3 separate regions of the Zea mays genome follow, and regions 1 and 2 are each linked to region 3. A link is a contact called in public Hi-C data. All regions are on one chromosome and are shown on one strand. Each heading gives the region's core, a stretch centred on a gene start, on an enhancer-like site or on the middle of the called end of the contact. The rest is flanking DNA. Distances are from core to core; before and after follow the strand shown. Region 1 holds the start of LOC100273620 (jasmonate-regulated gene 21). Region 2 holds the start of LOC100283609 (rhodanese-like family protein). Region 3 holds the start of LOC542687 (SNF1-related protein kinase).

Region 1 (4,367 bases), core at 421-2,920, 550 kb after region 3:
CCTACGGATCTTTCACCTTACTCTTGTTGAATAATTAGACAAATTCCGGATTAAATTCTGAATATAAATCATGACCAAATCAGAAGAACTGAAGTAAAAAGTCAAATCAGATGATGCGTACTAATTAGACATACTGATAGATGGCGCGCGCCGGAATCAGCAGGGTCGACGACGTCAGAAGATCACGAGCAGTCGCATGAAGACGCTTCCCAAAAACCTTATTCGCCCTCTCCCGGTGCAGGATCTAGAAGACGAAGGGTTCCGGAGACCTGCTCTCCTGATCGCAGATGCACGTCTGCGGTCGGGATGAAGGGAACTGGAAGGCGGCTCAGATATGAAGAGAGACGAAAGCGAAACTGGGATGAATTGGATGCTGGCTGTCAGGCGCTATTTATAGTGCCGAATCCGCAACCAGATAGCTACCTTTGATCTTATCCGCCCGCGAAAATCTCGCGTTCAGTTTAGATTTTATAGCGATCGGTTAGGATTCTAAACTTAACAGCCAAGTAACCAAAAATTCAAACGGCAAAAGGAAACTGCGCCCCCGCAAGGCGAGGGGCCGGATTTCAGCGGACCATGATTTCGGCGGACCATTCACGCGCATGTCGTGCGCCCTTTGCCCCCGCCCTGGGCCGGCCAGGCGAGCGAGCGCGCACACGTGTGTGGCTCTCCACACTCTCTCCTCTCATCCATGACTTGGTGAGTGAGTGTGGCTTCCATATTTAAGCTAGCTCTACTCTACTAGAACTAGCAATATGGTGCTATTAGTTCCATCTATTCCCTAGCCATACTTATATGGGCTTTTGAGATTTTCCTGTGATTTATTTGATTTTCTCAAGTTGGGCCTAACCCATAAATCTTAACAACTCTGCATACAAGGCTCGCGAATTTAGATTCTCGTGACACCTAGATTATTCAGAAATTCAGATTCTCAAAAAAAAAGTTGTTTAGAAAAAATATACCAAACAGGCGCATAGATATGTAGCTCAAGCTTAGGAATGAAAAGAAGCTAGGTTACCTGTCCATGTGAAATTTGAAAAACCGATTGCCAAACAAAACATATTTGACTAACAAAAAATCCTACTGTGGCCGCAATTGGTGATGATCAGATGAAGTGCACAAATTGCAACAGGAGTGCTGTGTGTGGTGGTATACCTCCGTGACCACAAAATCCAAGAATGATTACATTACACAGACAGAGCTAACCTTTTTATATATATTGTACTACTATTTATTCTTTGAGCACGTGCTTTATTTTCCCTAGCCATGCATGTTGCTTTCAAGGCCACTAGCTAGCTAGTTGAAGTTTTATATTCAACACTCCAATGATGATCGCAAAGCCACAATGTCTCTCCCTTATCCTTTGATTTATAAAAGGGGGTAAAATACGGTATTATTATTACTAGACATCTCAGCTCTCTGGACCATCACGTGTACAATTGCGACCGCTATATATCAACAAATATATGCCATGAGTGTGCAAGTGTAAGTTGTGCACACAATATACAGGGCGGTTTTGTCTTAAGCCAGCAGCTCCCCGGCCGATGGCAATAAGCTGCTTCAACGGCGGCGCCGGCTGGCCGGAGCCCGTGGTGCGCGTCCAGGCTGTGTCTGACACGTGCGGCGACACGATCCCCGAGCGGTATGTGAAGCCCCTGTCGGAGCGGCCCCGGCTCTCACCGGCCTCCGATGGCAGCGGCCCGAATATCCCAGTCGTAGACCTGTCAATGCTAGACGTGGACGCGACATCCAGCGCCGTGGCGGCGGCGTGCCGGGAGTGGGGCTTTTTCCAGGCAGTGAACCACGGCGTCCGCCCGGAGCTGCTGCGCGGCGCGCGCGCGGCGTGGCGTGGCTTCTTCCGGCAGCCCGCGGAGGTGCGCGAGCGTTACGCGAACTCGCCGGCGACGTACGAGGGCTACGGCAGCCGCCTCGGCACCGCCAAGGGCGGCCCGCTGGACTGGGGCGACTACTACTTCCTCCATCTGCTGCCGGCTTCCCTCAAGAGCCACGAGAAGTGGCCTTCCCTGCCTTCCTCCCTACGGTAAAAAAAAAAAAACAGACACTGCACTGCATGCTTGCGCTCTATACTTGTATCGTCGACCAAGCTAGCACCGTTCCGTTCGGGCCCTAGTTCGTTGATCTCATTATGCATGCATGCTTGCACGGGACGTGCATGGTCGTCGTTGCAGGGGGGCAACGGAGGAGTACGGCGAGGAAGTGTTGCAGCTGTGCCGGAGGGTGATGCGGCTGCTCTCCAGCGGGCTGGGGCTGGAAGCCGGGAGACTGCAGGCGGCGTTCGGCGGAGAGGGCGGCGAAGGGGCGTGCTTGCGGGTCAACTTCTACCCGCAGTGCCCGCAGCCAGAGCTGACGCTGGGCGTAGCGGGGCACTCCGACCCCGGCGGCATGACCATGCTGCTGGTGGACGACCACGTCAAGGGCCTGCAGGTAAGGAGCCCCGACGGCCAGTGGATCGTCGTCGAACCCGTCCCCGACGCCTTCATCGTCAACGTCGGCGACCAGATCCAGGTACGCAATAATCATAATGGTCGGTCTTACATATGTGCACGTGGTATATACGTAAAAGAAAAAATCATGTCTCTTGGGGCAAAAAGAAAATAATAGACTGAATAGCGGTTATTATATTTCATAATAGAGAGAGACGATTGGCTAGTGTAATAACGACGTCGCATCGCATGTGCACCAATCTTATTAAGCCGCAAAGATATCCAGAAATTAAAAAAAACTAAACAACCAAAAGAAACACACTATATGACGAACGTAAAGACGGCGACACGTGTTCCCAGGACCAGCACGGCGGCATCAAGAAAAGAAGCGCTTCAAAACTGAGGCAGAGCGTCCCCGGATCTGATTGATCATATGTCAGGACTCAAGATTTGCGACAAAAGCATGGACCGATATGTACATATGTTGGACCATTTTTGTTTGGACATAAGCCATCCAACACATGTCCTTACCCACCAGGTACTAGTAGAATTTTCTTATGCCTTGTATCAAACTTCTAAAAATAATAGTTAGCAGTTAAAATTGGCTGAGAGATTTAGAATGAGTCAGCTAATTAATTGTTAGCTATACCTCTCAAATAGTTATTAGTTCTTAGCTATTTCAACCTACCTATATAATAACTTATTAACTAACTAGCAATTAGCTTTAGAGATTTAGAACAGAGCCTTAACATGCCAAAAATATTGCCCATACACAAAAAAAGAGGGATCTTGTGTCTGTTACGTGTGTCACAGATATAATGGCCAAGGGGAAATCAGCAGGTTATACTCCTAGTTAATGGATTTTATGTATGTTATGTGCACAGTTATAAAGATTGATTTATAGGGTGTTTGGTTTCACCCAACTAAGACTTCCTTTAGAATGTAGGAATTTCACACGAATTATACTGAAATTTATAGAAAGTAGTTTATTTTCACCGAAAAGACACAAGGAACACGAGAAAAAAATTCGTACAATCCAAATCCAAAGGAGGCCTAAAATTTAGTCCCGGTCGCATCAAAAATTTGAGTAAAATTATAGGTATTAAATATATTCTAATTGTAAAACTACTTATATAGATAAAGACTAAGGGCATGTACAATCCAATTAAATGAGGTGTCTCTTATGGGATTTTTAGGGGGCCAAGTGAAAAAAAATCAAGATACAGCCTATTCGCGAAGAGCTCATCTCTACATGACTCTCTATACATAATTGTGACTTGACTACATTAATGATTTAAAGGCTCAGAGTTGTATCATGCAGTCTTTTAACTAACTCTTTTACTTGGAAAACCGAGACGAAGTCCCTCGGTTGTATCATGCTATCCCCCAGGGCCGGTCCTGAGGTTTCATAGACCCGGGGCGAAACAAAAAATTAGAGCCCTCAAAAAATTTTGAATGATAAAAGTCTATAATATATATATATATATATATATATACACTTTCTTCTAAGTACATAAGCAAAATTTTTGAATGATAAAAATCTATAATATATCAAAACAACTTCGAATCTTTCTACATATTATCTCAAAAAATTCTTTTAATGTTTCTTGATGCGAAGTCATTGATAATATTGTTGCTACCAACCTCGTCTAATAATTTTTCTCAATGTATAAAGTAGCCAATCCGTTGAGGCGATCTTGAGACATTGTTGACCTTAATAGTTCTTCAACAATTTTAACTTTAAAAAGCTTCTCTAAGCCGATGCCACAGTCACAAGCACAGTAAATAATATCCAATGAACGATTGAAATATTTGGATACAGATCTATTTGCCGAACATACTCAAAAAATCTAAGATTATATATACATGTATATTACTTGGGGCCCTTCCAAAATCGGAGGCCCGGTGCGGCGGCTCCACTTG
Region 2 (4,759 bases), core at 2,007-4,506, 620 kb after region 3:
AAGCCACGCGCACAACGGAATGTTCGTAAGGCAGACATCTTGTCATCAAATACGCAAGGTCACGTATTGTCAACAGGTTTATCAGACTCCTCCGGTAATGGTTGTTTATCTCCTCGTGGGGGTTGCGGAAGAGGAAATGGCCCTTTACTTGGAGGCTTGCCAGACCACCCAAGTTGTAGCCTACAACCATCCAATCGTCGAGTTGATGTAGTGACCTCCTCCTGCAACAAGGCCAACACAGAGATAGAGCCCAAGGATGGGGGACGTTGTACTATAACAACAACACAAATATCGACTCGAAAACCATCGACAAAATGTTGAACAAAGTATAACGAATCAGTATGATGCCCATATGCTACCAGGTTATCTACCGGTGCCATAAACTGCTCAACATATTCCGACACAGAAGCTATTTAATAAATACGAAAAAGCTTGTGGATAAACAATTCGTATTCATCCTTTCCTAATCGTTCCAATAGCAACTGACATAATGAAGACCAAGTCCATGCACTGAAGTTTTCATCCAGAGAAGATAACTAACATGCACCCGTCCCAACAAAATGCAACGAGGCCACTTTGATCTAGAGGGATGGTTCAACTTCGTACAACTCAAAGTAATCGTAATTCCGCCAAATCCACAGTTTCGGATTCTCACCATTAAAAACCAGAAAATTCAACTTAGGCAAATTGTCATGGCTCGCCATCAACGGACCTCCGCCACATGACCACTTCCTGCGATGATGCTCCGACGGAAACTCCCGGGGCTCACCCAACATCGGAACTGAAACTGGAGAGGGCAGCGGGGGCATACCCTTGATCGAGGGAGGGATGAGGGTGGTGACGGACCCAAATCCATCCTCCCAGTAGTGCTTGTCGATGCAGTGCCCATGGGGCGAGTTGCATGTGGATCCACCAGGTGGGCACTCGGCAGCCACCAGGGCAGGAGCAAGAACGCCCGGCATAAGGGAAAACTTCTCGACGACTACGCACTCCCAGTTCTTGGATAACTTGCCAACCTCCAAGCGCCGGTCGTCGACGACACCTTAGAAACTGAGGCTCCATTCATCGAATACCCTGACTGCTTTCTCGACACCTTTGACGCACTCCTTCTGCTCTGTCGTGAACTCCGAGAATGTGGCCTCCTAGCTTGTCTCCTGATTGGCAAAACATCGATCCCACTTGGTGTCATGCTTCTTGAACCGCCTCACAATTTCGTTGAGAACGATCTACGTATCTGGATTCGTCACCACTTGCTTTCGCCGAAAACGTGTCAGATACGAATGTGCCACCGACTGCATCAGTTCGAGCTTCAACACAAGAAAGAGCCCGAGAATCGGTGGCTTTGATACCACTTGTTAACCTCTCACTCAAGCATCTCAGTGTACGAATTATTACAGTTCCAGAGTAGATGAGAAGGGGCGTAGGAGAGACTTGGGTGTCGTTTGGTTCACATATTTGTAACGTAATGGGTAACTGAAAACGTTAAATCATGTTTGTTTTAGTCCAACTGTAATAAGATACCACACTAAAAATTGATACCAGCCTATTCAAATTTGTTACCGCCAGTAATCGAGCGTAAACCATTACCATTACCATTTGCTTTACATTTCTTGAACCAAACAGCACCTTGGAGAAGTAGGAGAATAATATTTGATACATGCATAACCCTCTCTCTCGTTTCTACCGGCATATATGCTTCCTCTACTCTATTGTGTTCACCCAATCTGGCCCAACCACCTTGGCATTTTCCTTCCTGTGCATGTTGCTTCGTCGAGGCCCGCTTGGACCTATTTCTTGTCCGGCACATGCTTTCCTTGGTACAGACTTGCTCCCAGCTTGCCTTGGTGACGATTCGCTCACACCACGTTGTTCATTGTTTGGTTGAAGTGTCATATGAGTGTGGATGGAGAAGAGGGAGGAGCGTGTTCGCGTCTGATCATTTTGGTGGAGTGGGAGCATCCTAAATATCCTGTTCCGTTAGAAATCAACCATACACATCCTAAATCCCCTCAGGAATTCGAGGAATTCGGATCCAATCTAGGTAGTTTCAATAAAAATATATATAAAGGTTCAACCTCTGTAACCTGCAGTGCCTTTCCATGGTATAAAAACACAACTTGCAATGCTCATTTCTTTTTGTTTCTCACTTCTCAGCCGTGCATGCACGTTAGGGGCCTACGACCGGTCCTGAACATGTACATTAGGGGCCGCAAATCAAATTAAGAGCCGATTGCCTTAAGGGTCCTGAACATGTACATTAAGGGTCCTGAACACGAGAGGGACGAGATAGGAATGTCAAATGTGTGCGCGCCTAGCTCAGTAGCTCTACCACTGCCACCGACATGCTGTTCGCATATGCAATGCAGTACAACATCTGACAACGGTAGTACTAGCAAAAAGCAAAACAGACCAGATCGAACGGCCGAGGAAGTCATAACAACATCGATCGAACGGATCATTTCACCACTCCCAGAAACAGCAGGATCTGGAGGAAGATGTAGGACGCGCCCCCGATGGTGGCGTACTGCAGCTTGCTCTCCCCCTCCACATCTGCGAAATCGCCGTCCGCGCACTTGCTGAACCCGCCGGCGAGCCACGCCAGGTTCCTGTACCCGTCGTCGTGCAGCATCCTCACCGCGATCAACGACCTTGTGAGTTGAAATTTGAACACCACGAACGAAATGAGTAGTAACTTGTAACTTGTTGCACGCACGACCTAGCTTGTGAAGAATTAATGCGTAGTCTTGTCATTTTACCTGAGGCCTTCGCCACAAGCGACGAGAAGCTTGGCGTCCTTGCTGCCGTCGACGGCGGCGGCGACGTCGTCGACGAAGCGCTCGTTCATCTTGGTGAAGGCCTGGCCGGTCCAGAGCCCGATGTAGCCCAAGTGGACCCACTTCTTCAGCAGCGTCACGGGGCCCATGTCGTCGTCCCCCACGAACAGCGGCACGTGCACCGAGCCCCGCACGCTGGCGCGGGCGCGCTCCCACTCCGGCCGGACGTCCAGCAGGCGGAACCCCTCGCCGCCCAGCGCCTCCGCAGCGTCCCTCGGCCGCACGGCCCTCACCGCGCCCGACCGCACCAGCGCCTCGGCGCCTCCGGCCCACGACGACGTCGCCTGCGCCCTGACGCGACGTCGGGCCAGGCCAGGGGACGCGGGCCTGGTGCAGGTGGATGCGGCCGCCGCAGCACCCATAGCCATGCCCACTTCCACTTGCTGCTTGTCAATTGAGGCCTCGCTCAGTCGCGTTCGTTTCCATGTCACTCTTATCTGGATGATATTTCAGGTCCAATCCGCACCGTCGGTACACTGCACACTGCATCTAGGGCTGACAATGGGCTATACTTTTTGCACTATAAGATTTAAGGATCGAAGCGGGTTAGGATCGGGCTTTATTTCTAGTCATTTTTGAACTATAATTTATTTAGGGCCTTGACATTTTGTGAAGAACTATTTGGATCACGATCCATTACCACCCCTATCTGCATCTCATGGCCGTACGATCCGTCTTAATAGATGAGGCGGGGCTCGACGAGATCTCCGCTCGTTGATTTGCGTCCTAGCTAGTGGGGGCCACAGCCGAGAGGACGCTGGTATCGCTAGAACTCCTCTGCACGGCCTCCGACACCGACAGCTCCGCAGCCCCGTGCTCGACCCCTAAGCTCCATCACGGGCCATCTCTCGTTCTTCGTGGGCTTTGAATCGGTCCGGCCCGCCAAAAAGCCCATGCTCATTAGGCTAAATCGCCACGGAAAACGACCCAGCAAGCCATGTCTGGACCGTTAGACAGGTACGGAACCCAGCTCCGCACGGTCTAGTGGCACGTCGTGTCGTGGCTGCCCTGATGCAAATGGACCGTGCTTTGGCTGGGTTCGTGTCAGGTGACCCGTTTGTACATAGTTAGCGGAAATGCATCTGTACAAAAAAAACCCGGCATGGGACTCCTAATAACAGAGGAAAAAAAGTCGATTCTTATTGCAAACAAACATCGATCGACGCACATGACAGCATAATCGCTTTACGCTGCGGGACGCTACGCGAACTCGAAGCTCATGAGGACCTTGACGCTCTTGAACTTGAGCCCCTTGTGGTCGAACAGCGGCACGGCGCGGATCCCTGGCCGCAGCTCCGCCACAGGCAGCGCCGTCTGCCCGCCGAAGTCGTCTTCGTTCACGTCCTGCTCGTGCACCTCCACGCGGAGTACCGCGATCTCAGGTACGGTCAGCGGGAAGGCGAACTCTTCCTCCCACACCGGCACCCAGCTGTCCTCCACGGCTTTCGTCTTTCTCATCACCGAGTCTAATGGAACTCCGGCGATGCCAACCTGTTGGCGAACCGAACCAAATTAGCGATGCGCCCTCATGTTCCAGTCCTGGCGTGACTGCTTCGGACGATCTATAGGCATCGCTGACTTCTAAACGTTGGCACGGGCTCAACGAGTGAACAGACCTTTACATAAAAATCTGGAGGTGAGTATGAGTCGAAATGTGTCTGCTTGAAGTCCTTTTGCCAACCTTCCCCCATGTACACCTTGACCTGCAAACCGCTACCGAATCAACCCATTTCTGAAACCCAAAGAAATTTTTTTTAAAAAAAAAGAGAGAGAGAGAGAGGAAGAAACACACCATCTACCTTCAATGTTGCCTTCACCGGCAAATCTGCCTTCGAATCAAACACCTTTCCATCTGGACAAGTTTGCATCAAGAAATCTGGTTTTTTCACGTAACCGCAACCGCCATTGGCTTTATAAAAACCATG
Region 3 (4,392 bases), core at 673-3,172:
CTGGAACACATAGCCGCTCGACGTGGACTGGTTCGACGGCAGCAGCACGCGGTGGATTGCTACGGAGAAGTGGGATCTGGGGTACAGAGGCCGGCATGCAGGAGAAGTGGGATCTCAGTGACACGAACCTGGTAGATGGCCGCGATGGTGGAGGGAGGGAGAGGCGGATCACCCGAGCTTCCGGGTCCCTGTGCGACTGAATCCGGCGGGGCGGTGCCCAGCACCACAATGCTCTTCCTGGAGCCGGAGCTCCCCACCGGCGCGAGGATATTTCCGAGCACGCTCAGCGAGTATCCGCCTTACGCGGGCGACGGGTCGTGGGTCCCTATGCGACCGAGAACCGGCGGGGCAGTGCCCAGCACCACCGTGTGCGGGTGTTGGACTCCAAGCGGGCGGTGGAAGAAGCGGAAGGGGATCCTTGCGCGAGGGTGCGGGTCGAGGACGAGGGTACGAAGGCGAGGGGCGCCGAGGACAGGGCGAGGGCAGGAGGGGTGGACCACGGACGGATCTGGGCGAGGAGGCGGTGTGCCAGACCACCGGAGGCCGGAGGGAGCTGCAGCTGCTGTAGGAAGGTGGGCCGGGGCAGGAGCACGGACACGAGGCGATGAAGGTTTCCTAGGATTACGCGAGGGGAGCACGAATGCGGGGCGATCTGTGATTGTTGGCGAAGGAAGGTGCGAGGGGCGATGATGGCGGGCGGCTTACGACGCGATGATTCCTGCGATGATGGCGAGGCAGCTTATGAAGCTGCAGCTACTGTAGGGATTTGCGGGCGCGGCGGCCGCGAGGACGGCGGCGGGGATTGCGGGCGTGGGGACCGGGGGTGCGGCGGAGCGCGCTATGGCAGAACAAAGCTACTGTGGACGTCTACACTAAAGACATAAGGAGTAGTAGTGATTGGAGGGGCACTCACTTTATGGTATTATCCTACAGTATTAATAAAGGTCTTAGCGAGTAGGGACATGTCACGAGGGCACATTTAACCTTGTTAATCTCTCGCATCACTAATGTGAGTGGAAATATTTTAATAATACCATGTCTCCTACGTCGGACGATGATGAGTAGGACTGGATATCGAGCCAGCTCAGATCGATGAAGCTCGAACTGACTTGTTAATATTATAAAACTCATCTCATGATAAAATTAAAACGAATCGACTCGAAACGAGCTGATTATAAGTCGAGCTAGCTAAGGCCTTGTTCGTTTCGCGGTCAATTCATGTGGATTGGGTGATATTGAGTCGGTTTAAATCCATATCAAGTCAAAATCCATTCCAATCCATCCCAATACACATTAATCCACATGGAATTGAAATAACCGAACAAGCCCTAAGGGATCGGCCGGCCGATGGCCATCAGCCACGAGATCACGACAGCTAAGAACTGCGGAGCAGCACAAATGTGCCGCCGCCGCCCGCCAGGGATCGCGTCAATGGCGTCATGCGTGTGTGGACTGTGGGTTAACAAACCAGGAGAACCATTCACCACGTGCAGGACGCGACCAATCCACAGATCCTCCTCGTCGGATACAACCGTACTCCGAAGCCGCACCGCATCAGCGCCGTGTCAGCTCCCCAGTCCCCACTCCACCTGCGACCAAAAGCACCTCCGACAAGCCCCAGCCGTCGTCCGGCCCGGCTACGCCATCCAGGAATAAAAACGGACACACGCACACGACAAAAAAGAGAAGGGAAAAAAAAAGTTCTAGAGGAGCCACAAAACGACGGAAAGACCGAATCGCGGGCGCGGCCGGGCGAGCGAGCTGCCACGTCAGCGCGACGGTGATCTTCCCCCGGTAACGCCGCCTCCTCGCCCAACCCGGCCTAGGGCGGACGATTAAAATTAACCTAACACCGGGTTAAAGCCTCCGCGCTCCGCCCCCCGGAATCGGACCAAAGCCGGGCATACGCCCCCAAGTCCAAAAGCCCTCTCCGCCCCGCTCTCCCACTCGTAGGTGTTCTCCCCGTCTCCGCCCGCACTCGCTCGTCCGCGCGCAGGAAGGTTGACCTGTCGAGGGCCGGCGAACCCGGTAAGTAAGGTAACCACGCTGCTTGCTGTTCTCGTGGATTTCCTCCTGGTTCGCACGGCTCTCCTGCTTCGATTCTTCGGATTCGGAACTGGGGGAATAATTGTCGGGGGATTCGGGGGTTGGTTTTGAGTTGCGGATCAAGGTGGGCTCGCTGTCGCATTTCCTTGGGGAGGGCGAGGATATTGACGGACGGTTAGAGCGAGGCGGTGTTCGTCTCCACGGACGCAACACCAGCCCACCAGGTCTGTAAGGAAGTGCTCTCTAGTGTCGTTATCTGGATTCTTCCCGGCTAGGCTCTCATCGCTTGGTTGCTTCCATGCGATCTCTTGCGTCTATAGTTTCTCAGTCGATTGAACGTACAGTCGACCTCACTTTCCTCAATTTTTAGCTTTTGAACTGAACGCCTATCTGACCGAGCGATTCCGATTTATATATCCCGTCCGTTTCTTGTATAGATGAAACCGTAGTAGCTGATTGGTCACTGGAGTGTGCTCTGCGTGCAGATTCACGTGTTAATACTAAGCGTTTTGACTCTTGATACTAGGTACTCATGCGAATTAGGTGCTGCCGTTATCGATCTATTTGTCTGAGGTGGCCGGGTTACCTCTGCTGGTTAGGGCTTTTGAAAGGAATTAAACCAACATGATTCCATTGCTTACTAATCTCTTTCCAGCACCAAGGGAGCTCTTGCTGTGTTAATCTACTTTTTGCACCACCTATTAAATATTGTGGATGCAAGGCCTGAACATCCATGGACGAGATCCAGTGAGCACTGAGCAGGCACTATAAAGGTTGTGCTGTAATCGGGAATTCTACTTTCCTAGGATGGCTTAAGAGGTTTTGTAGTTCTAGTAGATGAAAGCCGGGAAGGAGTAAATAGAAAGCTAGAGTTACCGCGTCAGACCCTAGAGTCAAAAGGATTTAGAATTAGTAGGACCAAAGCTGAGTATATGAGATGTGACTTTGGTACTACAATTAATGAGGATGGAGATGTAAGCTTGGGAGACCAGGTAGTACTAAAGAAGGACACCTTACATTATTTGGGATCGATGCTACAAAGAGATGGTGATATTGATGAAGATGTTAGCCATAGGATCAAAGCGGGGTGGATGAAATGGCGTCAAGCATCAGGAGTCCTATGCGACAAGAGAGTGCCATAGAAGTTGAAAGGCAAGTTCTACAGGATGGCGATTAGGCTTGCTATGTTATATGGGGCTGAGTGTTGGCCTACTAAGAGACGACATATCCAACAACTAAGTGTCGCAGAGATGCGTATGTTGCGTTGGATATGTGAGCACACAAGATTGGACGAGTGAGAAACGATAACATACGCGATCGGCTAGGAGCAGTACCAATTGAAGAAAAGCTTATTCAACACCGGTTGAGATAGGTTGAGATGGTTTGACCATGTCCACCGTAGACCCCTAGAGGCACCGGTGCACAGAGGCATCATAAGACAGGACAATAATGTGAAGCGAGGTAGAGGACGACCAAACTTGACATGGGAGGAGTCAATCAAAAGTGACTTGAAGGAATGGAATATCTCAATGGAGTTGTGTTTGATAGAAGTGCTTGAAAATAAGTTATCCACGTGCCCGAACCATGATTAGGACTTTTCCCTTTTAGTGCTTTCAAAAGCTCTTCCTCCTCCCCTTTTTCTTTCTCTTTCTCTTTTTGGTGACTTCTTGTGGGTTTTAACTCTAGCCTACCCCAACTTGCTTGAGACTAAAAGGCTACGTTGATGGTTAATGGTTGATGGGATGGCTTAGGAGGTTTTGTAGAGGACAAAGGCCTGCAAAGGCTTTGGTATGGCTTATGGGAGGATGCGATCGCATAAATGCATGATGGCATTCCTTTTTATTCTTAAATAGAATGGATTTGAGCATTTACATAGTTTTATATCCGTAATTAAGTTCAATAATTTATGTTGTGGGGGCAATTAGGAGCATTGTACACCAAGTATGATCTATATTTCTACCGGGTAATGAATCCTGTTAAAAATAAAGTATACTGCACTAATTCTTATACAACGAACATAATATCTGCTTTTATTAATGGCAGAGTGAAAATGGATGGAAGTAGTAAAGGGAGTGGGCATTCTGAAGCATTAAGGAACTACAACCTGGGAAGAACTTTAGGTATCGGTACATTTGGAAAAGTGAAGATTGCAGAGCATAAGCTTACTGGACATAGGGTTGCTATAAAGATCATCAACTGCCGCCAAATGAGAAATATGGAAATGGAAGAGAAAGGTATGGTTTGTTATCCAGTCATTTTGCATTTTCACTAATATTTTTTTGATAATAAACAAGTTTAGTTTTAATAGTGCTTTTGATAATATTAATACATGGAGTTGCTTTGATA

Evidence for each region. Hi-C and Micro-C count contacts between places; a contact is called where the count stands out from the background.
Region 1: a Hi-C map of bundle sheath shows a contact between it and region 3, with 1.9 times the contacts expected there. The contact joins the promoter of LOC100273620 here to the promoter of LOC542687 in region 3. A contact is called at or near these places in 2 of 25 Hi-C or Micro-C datasets (bundle sheath and ear).
Region 2: a Hi-C map of ear shows a contact between it and region 3, with 4 times the contacts expected there. The contact joins the promoter of LOC100283609 here to the promoter of LOC542687 in region 3. A contact is called at or near these places in 3 of 25 Hi-C or Micro-C datasets (bundle sheath, ear and tassel).

Annotation. Positions count from the first base shown.
Region 1 is chr1:44,728,216-44,732,582 of Zm-B73-REFERENCE-NAM-5.0, forward strand. It overlaps LOC100273620 (jasmonate-regulated gene 21), which reads left to right and starts at 1,671. Exons shown (of 3, transcript NM_001148036.1): 1 at 1,671-2,041; 2 at 2,190-2,526. The coding sequence starts at 1,728.
Region 2 is chr1:44,790,465-44,795,223 of Zm-B73-REFERENCE-NAM-5.0, forward strand. LOC100283609 (rhodanese-like family protein) reads right to left here and starts at 3,257. Exons shown (of 2, transcript NM_001156510.2): 1 at 2,757-3,257; 2 at 2,110-2,648. The coding sequence starts at 3,202. The coding sequence ends at 2,456. LOC100191466 reads right to left here. Exons shown (of 8, transcript NM_001136899.1): 7 at 4,634-4,759; 8 at 3,955-4,537. The coding sequence ends at 4,397.
Region 3 is chr1:44,176,085-44,180,476 of Zm-B73-REFERENCE-NAM-5.0, forward strand. LOC542687 (SNF1-related protein kinase) reads left to right here and starts at 1,923. Exons shown (of 11, transcript NM_001112203.1): 1 at 1,923-2,037; 2 at 4,090-4,280. The coding sequence starts at 4,097.